Linked DNA regions of Gossypium arboreum: region 2 is linked to region 1. A link is a contact called in public Hi-C data. All regions are on one chromosome and are shown on one strand. Each heading gives the region's core, a stretch centred on a gene start, on an enhancer-like site or on the middle of the called end of the contact. The rest is flanking DNA. Distances are from core to core; before and after follow the strand shown. Region 1 holds the start of LOC108471124 (protein PNS1-like). Region 2 holds the start of LOC108470532 (beta-glucuronosyltransferase GlcAT14B).

Region 1 (6,386 bases), core at 263-2,762:
TTGCATCTCTTACTCGGATTAAGTGAGGGGTGCTATTGATAATCTCAATAAGTATCATATATGACTAGTTATCCTCTTAAAGGAAATCTTTTAACATAATAATACTTACTGTGAGGTGCGACCAAGATAAAACCAGCTCGAAGTATTATCATGCCATCATATAAAGATCATTTATGGAGGCCATAAGTCTTGTTTTGGGACCTTCTCCCACTCAATATTGAAAAAAAAAAAACTATGCAATGTTTTTATTTCAATTTCAATCATGAATGATTAAATATGTAATGATAAGTACAAGTGACATTTTTTCCTAAACTACATGACATGCTTATTTTATATGCCTGAACATAATTTGTCAATTTTAATTTCACATAATCTCATATAGCATGGTATAAAATTGCAAAAAATTAAAATCACTCTAACCAGCCAAAGATTTTCATGGTTCCATCCTAAACATTCTTTAGGTCTTCTGGGTAAAAGTCAAATATCCTATGGGTTCTGCCAAAAAGATCGCAAAATATGAAATTAATTTGTTCACCAAAATTTAATCCCATGACCCTACAATTTGAGCAATTAATTGAAAATGGGTTCCACCATTGGGCCACCATCATAGGCCACCTCGACCATCGCTGACCGGCCACTGTTGGCCTTCGTTGTCGGTTCCTGTAGAGTTCACGCCTCCTCGATGATTGGCATGCTAATAATAAAGTGACATCTTCAAGCATGATGCTAACTTCCTTGCATGGGAAATGGAATGTAAACGTTTCTGGCCTCTATCTTTTCACCATGGCAACAACCAAATCCGAAATAATTTTAACTTTGCCATTGTAGATGCCATATATAAACCGGCATTGTATATGCCATATAGTATTAAAATTTGAAAATCATAATATCTTTTGCAAAATTAAAATAACAAAAATAAATTGAGTTGGAGATTTCACTATATTGACGATGTAATTGGCAAATTCTGCCATCTCCCAAAAAAATAAGTAAAAACAAACAAGTGTTTTTTGGAAAGTTGGAGAGGTTTGGAAGATTTTTGGTGGGAAGACATGATGAATGGATGAGTTTTTATAGGGCAGAAGTCGACAACCATGAGAGTAACTTCCATTGTATTAAATTCAATTGGTTGGGCTAATTACTAGATAACCTGTTGACCCTCAACTTGATATCTACATGTATCGAATTTCTTTGTGCATGTGCTTTTCACAATTTTGCTTCCTAACATGCATAGCATGGATTAAAGTAACTTGACACCTATAGTATTGGGGTACTCTTAAAAATAATTCGTATTCTAAAAAATAATTTTCTCACAAACATATAATGAATGATATTAAAACTTAATATAAATGTAAAAGAAAGGGAAAAAATTTTATTTTACTATAAAAAATTTATTTTACTATTTACAATAATATTAAATATTATTTTTTGATATTTATATTTAAATAAAAATATTTATAAATTATAAAAAAAAAAGTATCGGTAGGATGGATGGATAAGTTGATAACCTGACTTCCAGGTTAGTCTAAATCTTTAAATAGAAAAAGGAAAAAGGAAGGAAAAGGGGTTGGTCAACTCATGAAAATGCGTGAACCATGATTAGTATTAGAAGACTTCAACAAGTAATTGAGTCTTGGTTTCAACAATAACAAATAAAAATGTTCTTGAAATCTGGGAAGAGTAGTTCAAGTTTTATCAACTCTTGCTTATAATCGTGGCTGCTAAGGAAGACGAAGATCAACAATGGAAAGATCTACGGGCTCTAATATGCAGATTCAAGGACAAAGAACTCAATCCACAGCCATTGTTAAGGTCTCTTTCAACCCCATTTCTTGTTTCTTCTGAGAAAATCTTCCCCCAGCTTATCTTTTCATTTCATTTAATCAATTCTTGTATCTTGACCTTCCATCTTTAATTTTTGGTTTTAACTGGTTGACTGACAGGTACAACAAGAACCAAGCATCAAGATAGAACCAACTGTGGGGGGGCAGCTCCTCAGGAAGCTCTTTCAAATAATTTTCTTCGTTCAATTGTTCCTCGTCTCCATCTTAGTTATCGTCTTAACTATCCGCGGCCTCATCTATGCCGGTAGTACCGATCGTTTCCACCCCAAGAAATGGTACCCTCCACTTCTTGTTTCAACGGCTTCTGCTGGCATCGTTTCTTTTATATGGCAATCCATCACTTTCCACTGTCCATCAAAGGCCATCAAAGCTGTCTTCTGGTTTACGCCCCTGCTAACATGTGCTGTCGGTGTGCTCCATATACTGATTGGATCTCCTCTAAGTTTGGCAGCAGGTACAATTGCAATCATTTCAGGCGTCATCCAATCCCTCTATGCCTGTTGGGTGAATTCCAGATTTGACTATGCATCCAAGATCCTCACAGTTTCCACATCTGCTCCACCTTATAACACCACTACATTTGTCATTGTTTCCATCATAACCTGTTTAGTCTACTCCTCTTTCTCGGTGACCGGAATCGGAGGAGCAACCGCCACCGGAACCAGCTTAGACATCGTGTTCATCGTAGTCATCCTGCTTTCCTTCTTATGGAGTATGCAAGTGATCAAGAACATGCTGTATGTCACAATCTCACGAATCAGATACATGAATTTTGCTTGCGGAGTCGATATCAACACTCGGGCGGCTTTCCATGACACCTTCAAGCATTTGGTAGGAAGTGTATGCATAGGTTCAGCCATTGTTCCGGTTATCGGAACAATTCGCGGTTCAGCCCGTGCCATAAACTTGGTTGCAGGGGACAACGACGAGTTTTTGTTCTCATGTGCTGACTGTTACTCGGGATTTGCCTCAACACTGATCACATATGGGAATCGTTGGGGATTTGTTCATGTAGGTGTTTATAACAAAGGCTTCATACAGGCATCGGCTGATACATGGGAGATGTTCAAAAGGGTAGAACTGATATCATTGATCGATTCCGACCTAACCGGGGTGTTCTGTTTTCTCTCCGGGGTTGCGGTGGGTTCAATATGCGGCATCGTGGGAGGAACATGGGAGCTCATAATCCACAAGGGCTATGCCACTGAAGTGTCCATCTATGCTTTCTTGATCGGCTATTTCATGGTAAAAAAAGATTATAACCTTTGAATGATTTGATAGCAATGAAAACTTATGAAATCGTAATGATTTTTGGCAGTGTCGGATAGCATTGGCCTGGCAACAAGCGAGTGTTTCAGCATACTATGTTTCTTATGCGGAGAACCCTCAAAGCCTTCGGTTTGATGCAACAATCCCAGTACGCATTGAACAGCTTCATAGGTTTCAAGTTTAACCGTGACTGACTAAAAGATACATAACATCATTCGTATGTAAAATGTTTACAATTTTGGGGAGCCTGTATAGTTTAGTTGCACTTCTTCTCTGTAAATTCCGTACATTACTGTTTGAGGCTTTAAAAAAGATGAGGTAAATATCAAGTGGAATATATTCTCATTAGAGACCCAAAAGAAAGCAGATTGTTCTGCCAAGTTTGCAGCATATCATTTTCACTGTAATAAAAGTATATGCCTAATAAAGTTAGTTTCCATTGCTACCTTGTTGACTCATATCTTTCTTTTCTATGCAAAAGAGTTCAGGATGAGGGGTAGGTTATTGATGTTGAGATTCCATCTCCAAATTTATTGAATGTTATCTGTTAATAGTTGCTATGGCATGGGTACTATACTACTATTACAAAATTTCAATAGTGCCATGGCAGGGTACTACTATTCTAACACTACACCACTGGTTCTACATATTTTGTTCCATTCAAATTACAACTCCACTTACTTCTACAACACCTGATTAAATACACAAAAGATCGTTTGTGACAGGTTAAAAAATCTATAATTCTCTATACTATTTATGAATTTGGAATTTAATTTTTATATTTTTATTTTCAAGAATTTAGTTTCTCAATTTTAGATTTCAAAATTTAGGTTCAAATTGGTAATGCTGTTAATTTCTTTTTGTTAATTTTTTTTGTGTGACATTTTGAATTAAAAATTATTTATTTGATGGCCATGTAACTAAAAAATAATATTGTAATGAACTTGAATTTAATAAAATAAATTTAATAGTGTTAACAGTTAATCCGATTTGAAAAGTAAAAAACTGAATTTCCTTTATATAAAAATATAGAGATTAGATTTCAAAAACTTACGATATATTTTAAGAAAGAAAATACTTTAATTCATTTTCCTGTTGAGTTACGAAACTGGAAAATGATAACGAAGAATGTCCCTAACAAATTTGGACCACTCAACATTATCAACGTAAATTGGAAATGGGTGTTGAAAAGTCAATTAAAGGGTGAGTTGAAAAGTCAAAAATGGGAGGTGCAAGTGGCACCGAAAGGAAAAATGGTAGGCAAGTATACCACGCAAGGTAGACACAGCTACTGTAGACTGTAAGGTAGACTTCCAACTCACTGGGGCTTTCGCAAGAGTAAAGCAGATACCCGTAGTTGAACGACGTTTATCTAAATCACCAAGAAAGTCGGAATCAACATATCCAACTACAAACCCGACCAAGTGCTTCATCCTCGCTCAAAAATTAAACCAACGTCTACGGTTTTTCAAGATACCGTAGAATCCATTTCCTGACTTGCCAATATCCTTTTCGAGGATCATGCATATACCGCTCACAACTCCAACAACTTGTGAAATGTCAGCCTCAGACACACCATCGCATACATCAAACTCCCAACTGCATTAGCATATGGGACTTTCGCCATATATTCTCTTTCATCTTCAGGTTTCGGAGATAATTGAGCACTGAGTTTCAAATGAGAAGCAAGTGGGATACTTACATGTTTTGTGTTTTCATTTACACCAAAACATTGTAATACCTTTTTCAGATATTGCTTGGAGTTTTTCTTTCTAATGCAGATGATGGCAAACGATTAACAAGATGGCGCAGATGTCACGATCTCTCATTAAAATTGCTTGCCCAACCCAGCATTGGACAACATACATCGAACTTTCTCCAGCAATGTTCGATTCATACGCTCTGCCACTCCATTTAGTTCTACTAAATCAAAGAACCACTCCCGGTTAGGGGACATATGATAGGTACAACCTAATAAGCTGAAGGCTTAGTTGAATCAAGAGTTCGAGATGAAAGATCAAGGTGAGGCCAAGAAGATTCTCGGTATGGAGATAAGTAGAGATAGACAGAGAGGCAAGCTTTGTTTAAATCAAAAGCAATATCTGAAAAAGGTATTACAATGGCTCAGGTTGAATCGTGAATCCATGAACAATTTTTTCTTAAAATTTGTATTTACTTTTGCAAGAGATTTTTTTAAGACATAATTATTAGCATATTTTATTCGATTCCTGATGGTTTTTAATGATAATATTTTTTTCTTTGTTGTCAATTTAAATTGGAAAATTGCAAATTAATGAAGGTGGGTACGGTGTGCATATTAATGTACAAAAGGAAATGGTGTTCACATGGAAAGGCCCAGAGCTCAAGAGGTTCACTCGATGATGATGATATATTTGTCTGTTCATGCACCACTTGTAACTTTCACGAGTATGTGAACTCTTTTAACTCTCAACGCGGTTATGTAAATTTTCTCCTCTTTCTAACTCTTGATATAAATATTTTTTTTAGAGATGAGCGTTCGATCGAATCGAATTAAATTGAGTGAAAATAATTTAAATTAATTGAGTTGGTGAGTCTTATTTTATCATTTTAATTCGATTTGAATTTTTTTTAGATAGGTAAAATAAAATTCGAGTCGAATTAAATCGAGTGAAATTGTTCGAGTTAAATTTAAAAATTAAATATGTCAAATTAAAATCTGGTTATGGTATAACTAATTTCATGTTGGAACATATAAATTTGAAAACTTTTTAAAGTAAAAAGAAGAAGAAGATATTTTAGTATAATAAACTTGAATTACTTATTTAGCTCCTAAAATTATTATTTTAGAAAATTTTAAATGTTAAACTTTCTTTATATATATTCTTTAGAATTTTTAAAATTATTATAATTTTTAAAAATATAAATTTTAGAATTTTTATAAATATTTTGAATTTAAAAATTATTTTGATTTTTTTTGTATTTTTGTTGAGAAAGAGACAAATTTACTCATTTTTAAAATTGATAGGGACCAAAAGGGTATTTACACTAATCTGTTATTTGAATTATTCGAGTTATTCAAATTGTAAAATTCAACTTGATTCGAACTAGAAACTCGAATTACTTATTCGAGTTGACTCAAATAACTTGAATAACTTGATTTGATTAACTCGAAATTCAACTTGATTCGAACTAGAAACTTGAATTACTTATTCGAGTTGACTCAAATAACTTGAATAACTTGATTTGATTAACTCGAAATTTAATTTTTTTTAATTTTTTCAAATCAAATCAAGT
Region 2 (6,590 bases), core at 1,696-4,195, 130 kb before region 1:
GGTTACAAGGCTAGTTTGGTAGAATGATGGAAAGCCACGCAACATTGATTAGAAACACTATTAGGTGGGGAGATTATATCAGCAATTTCCCAGCAAGCAACAGCTCAATAACCTTGCCTACCATCACCAGCGCACTAATAGAAAACTACAGGTCAACTTCACACTAAAAAACCTCTTCAATCTTCAAAGAAATCATCCCCTTTTGGTTTTGTCGTATCTTTAACTTGCAATTCAAGCCTCTAGTTCTTTTCATTCATATAATTTTGTATTAAATTTGATACTTGAGTTCAAGGGCGTAGTTAAAGGGGTTTGAAGGGCCTCGATCTCCCTAAAATAAAAAATTTTCTATTTATGCTTAAAATTTTAAATTAATAAAGATAAAATTATACTTCGCCCCCTAAAAATAATAAAAATTTGATTTAATCCTTTAAAAATTATAAAAATATAGACTATTAAAATGATGCAATTGCATTTTACTTCGTAAAATTACAATTTAATTTTAGCCTCCTAAAAAATTCTAACTTCACCCTTGCTTGAGTTTAACATTTTTTATAATGTAGTATCTATACTTTTTTTGTCTAATGTGATACTTATATTTGACAAAAGTTATTAATTTTGATATTTGAAGGTAACGATGTTAACTTTTTAGTGTTTAATTCTTTTAGAGTTGATTTTATGAAAGTTAACATCAAAGCAACCATAAAACCCAAATTAAATCACATTCATCGGACTATATTTGACAAATTAAACAAATTCGTTCTATTATCAAAATCATGACAAATTCAAACATACTAATATCAACAATTAACTTTCAATAAATCAACCCTAAAACCCGTATTAACCACTAAAAAAGTTAACATTGCTATCTTTGAGTATCAAAATATATAACTTTGGTCAAATACAAGTACCACATTAGACAAAACAAAAAAAACATAAGTACCATATTAAAAAAATGTCAAACTCGAGGACCAAATTATGCATTAAACCTATAATTTTCAATAAATTTATCTAACTTTATTGATATATTCACAGCATTAATATTTTGTTCGTTTTAAGAAAAATCTTAATGATTTTTATTTATATTGAAAATAAAAGGCAATGACTGGATGTACATATAATTTTGGTACTACTGATTGAAAAATATGTTAAGAAAAAAAGGCAAACTTCCCTTTAATCCCTTATAACATCAAATCTCAAAAAGAGAGAGAGATTGTAAATGTTAGAATCCAAGTCTCAAATATGTTTAATATCACTTTGTAAGAGTCATTGCATGAATCAGGTTCATGTGCAATTTGAGAATTCCCATATAAGAAAGGTTCAGATTTTCATTTGTTTATCCAGAATTATTGGAGTTTTCAACCAAGTAACAAGTTGACCTCACTTATTCCAACTAATTAGGGGTAGGGCCTTCGTCTATATTTGAAGCAAAATACTAGAACAACAAAAAGATTAACAAGTCCAAGTTAAGGAAACCCTTAAAACTGGAGTGTACCCACATCACAAAAGAAAAAAGGAGGGGGCACAGCCCTAATTTTAGGAGTTTTGGAACTAGGACCTTGAGCTTTCAGGATTTATATTTTAAGCAAATAAGTAAATGATCATTTTGTCGGCAGTGGGTTATCTGAAAACAATCACAGACCAAAAGGCAATAAACAAATAACGAATCAAAATATGCCAAAAACACAGGGACCCACTTCTACAAAACCCCAAAAATCTTTTAGTTTTCTGAGTTCCTAATGAATTCTGATGCATGAACCGTGTGCGTGGACTATGTGGTACTTTTCAATGTAATGTCTCTGCACTTTGTTCAGGACCTCACACTATGGTAGAGATCTAGCGAATTATCTTTTAGATGAATTTGAAAGGCAATCTAGGGAAGGAGGAGGACAAAATGGAGAAATAATCAAGGAGTATGGGGAAAAACCTGTATAAAGCTTGAAAGCCGTTGGTAGTGTCCTTGGCTTAATAACCCACCAGATTTCTGACTTGTTCCTGCTGTAAAGCCCCGGATCTATTATTATGGGTTTCCCTCTCTTATTCCTGCAGTATTTTTATCATAAGATTCATATTGAAATCTAAAGTTTTTTTTTTTAAAAGGGCAAAACAAGATTGAAACAACAATTTCTTACAGTTTCCAGCCCAGCTGACTGCTATGTTGAATGAAATTGAGATCTTTTGGCAAACCAGAAAAGGCATGAATCAGATCTGAAAAAACCCACCAACATAAATGAAGTCATAACTCCATTAATGCAATTATACAAACAGATGGAAAACAAAAAACAAAAAACAACAAAGAAACAAGGCCACTCACCATACCATCTTGAGTTACTAAAGGATAATCGGAAGCACTGAGGTTAATAAACCAATCCCATTTGCAGCATCTCAAAAGCATTGACATAGCATGAAGAGTTGTAGCAAGCATAGTTGGACCTCTATAAGTAACCAAGTTGGGTTTCCCAACAATATAGACATTACCAACCAAGCTAAATACTGGGTGATTGGATACGAACTCTGCAATTAGCTTGTGCTCCGAGGCAGGCGCCTCGTAATCCAGATGGATCAGATACTGATTTCCAGGGTGATACAGAGCATGTAGGGTACGTTTTAGCTTGATTATATCCCCTTTGGATGCTGAGATTAAGTAGGCAAAGGTAACCGGGTATGTCCTGTTGGATGGGTGTACAATGTTTAAGGTTGCCATAGGATTGAACCTTGTAATGGGGATGCTTAGTTTAGTGGGGAGGTACAAAACAGACAACAGAATAGTGGTAAACATGAAAGAAACCATGAAAACTTTGATCCCCATCTTAGTTTAGAAACAAAAAAGTGAGAGTTGGGAAGAACAAAAAAGAACTGGGTAGTTTTAAATGGTTTATATTAATGGAAGGGATGGCAAATGTGAAAGATTGGGGAGAACCATGTAAAAAGGTTAGGTGGAAGTGTGTGGATTAAATTATTGCAGGGGTTCCTTACTTTGAAGTGAAGGCCTCCACCTGTCCCCGCAATCAAAACTATTAATTAGGTAATGTAATTACTACTTTGCCAATGGTTTTACGTGGACAAAATTAGGTTTGAATAGGATATTTGTGGAATTTGGGGGGAAATCCCCACGATAAGTAGTCAACATCATTACTCCTTACCAAACACAAAAAAACAACCAAACCTTAAAAAGCATTCTAAATATTCTTGAGGAAGCTTTATCTTCTTTACTTTCATATTTCTTTAATCTCCACTTTAGTTTAACACTTAGGAATGTTTAATTTACTATAATATAATAGAATTGTAATTAAATAGAGTTATAATAGAATAAAATTGTAATAAAAAATTCTATTATTTAATTGAATGGAATGGAATAGAGCAGAATAGCATTCTCGTATTTGGTTGAATGAAATAGATGTTGTAATAGTTTTAGGAAAAAGACTTAAATAACCAAAATACTCTTAGAGAATTTTGTAGGTAGATAATTATTATTATTATTATTAAATTTTAATAAAATTATTATTAAATATATTTTAATAAAAATAAAATAAATAATTTAATCATATTTTAACATAATTATTATTAAATACAATTTTATAAAAAATACATAATTTAATAACATTCTTAATATAATTATTATTATATGAATTAAAAATCATAATATATAATATTATAAAAATAATATATAACCTACTTTATTATTTTTAAACTACAATACATATTTAATGTGCTAAAATATCATTAGTGAAACAAATAATTTAATTATTCTACAATAAATATTAGAAGTAATAAATAGTTTGAGAATTATATTTCATATCCAAACATAATATTCATATATTAACAAAAAGTTACATGATTTCATTAGCTTATATGTCATAATCCATAAACTAAATTTTACAACATAAAAAGTTACAACATTGTAATGACATTCTATCATGTTATTATACTATCCAAATATTACAAACATAAAAAGTTGCCAAAATATCATCTACATAACCATGATTTTTAATGGTCAACAAGAAATCTTATGATCCATTCCAATCGCACCGAAGAAGGTAAACTAAAGAAAATGAGCATTTACATTGGATGGCCTGGAATTTTGCTTAACGCGTGATAGTGCTCATCCTCAGTTAAGCCTTCTACTTCACATAAGGTTGGATGTAATTTTAGAGCACTTTCTTGAATGGTCATTTCTGAATTAATACTTCGGAGGCAATACTCCTACTGATTTCAAGGGCAATGGTTCGTATATTTTCCGCAAATAAAGTGGCAGCATCAGTAAATAAAGTATAAGAATATGATCACTTGCATTAGAAATCTTTTCTTTTTCTTCTTTGAAAATGTGGAATCACCTTGGTTTCTAGATGGTTGCAGTTGTGTAGCTGAAAGATCAATGTCATCCAAAGAAACATCAGCTTCGCATCCATGGAAATTGTTTCTTTCTTCATGAGTATTTGTAATAACTACATCCTCAACATCTATTTCTTCAATAATATCAGTGGCTATTTGAGAATCTTTTTCGTGGCTCGATCTTTTGAGCAGGTGGCAGTAAGTTGGTATAATAAGGGAAACTATGATGTTTGAATTGATCGACTTCTTTATAACTCTATAAAAAATGAGGAACCTATACTAGATATAGGTTTGGTAAAAAAAAAAGATAATAAAGACTTGAAATAATTCTTACATTTATATATGATGTTTCACACAGCATCTTCAGCAATAATTAGTTGCCTATGCTCGTCCCAACCAAAGCCAATATTGTTTTTTCCCCTAAACATGTCATAAATGATTGTCCAATCCCTTTTAAATGTTCCAATCCTCGATTCAAGATTAGGTTTAGCCTTTAACATAGCATGGGGTAAAAATTTTTCTAACATTTTTTCTAGCTCATTTAAATAACCGACTTTGAATCCCATATCTGCATTAAAGGTTCCAACATTGTGCAAGTCGATCATACAGGCACCCAACACAACATCTTCTTTTGGAATCCATTTCCTTTTGGTTCCTCGAGAATTTTGGGAAGAAACACTTGATTGTGAAAAGCCCGACATAACTATCTTAAGAAAAAATGAAAATTAAAATTAAGTTCAATATTATGAATAAAAAGGTCAACACTTTATGAAATTATAACACATGATGAATCAAAAGAAAACAAATTATAATTCAACAAGTCTAGTACAATACAAAAAACAATTCAAACACCACCAAAGTTTCATAAACTAGATACATGAAATAACATAAACAAATTAACATTTACTATTTTTACCCTAAACCTAACAAATTTCTAGATGCTTGCCATTTATCGAACATTTGATTGGCTAATTCCATCCTCCAAGTAGCCCATGCATTCGATGGATGAATATTTACAATATTTGGTTCATCGTCATCTATTATATTACTAGGTAATCTTTCTCCTAACTCTGCTTCAATAGGATCAAGACTCATATAGGTTCGAATAAAATTATGAAGCAAGCAACATGCAATAATGATTCTATTGTGCACCCTCACAGGATAGAATGATGGACTCCTAAGTATTCTCCATCTAAATTTTAATAACCGAAAGCATGTTTCATTAACATTACACACTGAAGCATGTTTCATATTGAAAAATTCTTCCGGAGTACTTGGCTGGTAACCCTGACACCACTCATTCAAATGATATCTTCGTCCTTTAAAAGGCGTAAGAAATCTCTCACAGTTTGTGTATCCAGCATAAACTAGATAATAACAACCTATAAAAAAACTATTTATCATGGTTAATTTCACAAAAAAAAAGTATGATCTTAAAAATTAATTCAAGTTCATCTAATTTTGCACTTTACCATGAGGAACTTTTAGTCCATGTCTCTTACTAATGGCATCTCGAAGAACCCATCCATCAGCAAAAGAACCTTTCCAACCAGGAAGAACATAAACAAAATGCATACCAGGTGTACAAACACCTAGCATATTTGTTGCTATGTCACCTTTTTGCATTCGAGATCTAGGTTTATCAACTATTGGAACCCTAATCTTGATGTGGGTTCCATCTAAAATAGCTAAGAAATTCTACATCACATGTATAAAACCTCGGGTTAGGATACTATAGTTAAATCTAAATCAACTAAATTATGTATGAGCTATATATTGAACTCACTCTAATACCTTGAACCATTTCCACCTTGGGTCTGTAGAATTAGTTGTAATTGGCTCTGCCTTTTTAAATAACACATCTTGTAAGCGTACCACAGTATTTAAAACATTGTGAAATGATCTGCTAACGGTTTCCCAGAACCTATTAAAGTGATGCTTGATAACTCGATTTTAAGGTGATGAGAAATGGTATGTAAAAACATTGTCACTTGCTCATCAACAAGCATATTTCTTGACGACTTCAATCCTCCTAAAGTTTGTAACATCTCACATAGTTTAAAAAAGGTAATTCTATTAATCCTAACTTGTTCAATACATGTCTCGTCACTAGCTTATACAAGTCTTTTCACATAATCTCATTTTGCATAAAAATCTAAAATATATGATCTAATCTTTGGTCTATAAGTATGTAGGCTATGGATGACACCCAATGGAACTAAGAACCAACTCGCAATTGTACACATTTGCAACCATACTGT

What was found. A called contact is a pair of places that touch in the nucleus more often than the background predicts.
Region 2: a Hi-C map of leaf shows a contact between it and region 1, with 2.5 times the contacts expected there. The contact joins the promoter of LOC108470532 here to the promoter of LOC108471124 in region 1. A contact is called at or near these places in 2 of 5 Hi-C or Micro-C datasets (both in leaf).

What each region holds. Positions count from the first base shown.
Region 1 is chr11:104,298,071-104,304,456 of ASM2569848v2, reverse strand. LOC108471124 (protein PNS1-like) reads left to right here and starts at 1,512. Exons shown (of 3, transcript XM_017772713.2): 1 at 1,512-1,809; 2 at 1,941-3,086; 3 at 3,160-3,555. The coding sequence starts at 1,741. The coding sequence ends at 3,294.
Region 2 is chr11:104,432,898-104,439,487 of ASM2569848v2, reverse strand. LOC108470532 (beta-glucuronosyltransferase GlcAT14B) reads right to left here and starts at 2,945. Exons shown (of 4, transcript XM_017771876.2): 1 at 2,317-2,945; 2 at 2,130-2,205; 3 at 1,925-2,040. The coding sequence starts at 2,806.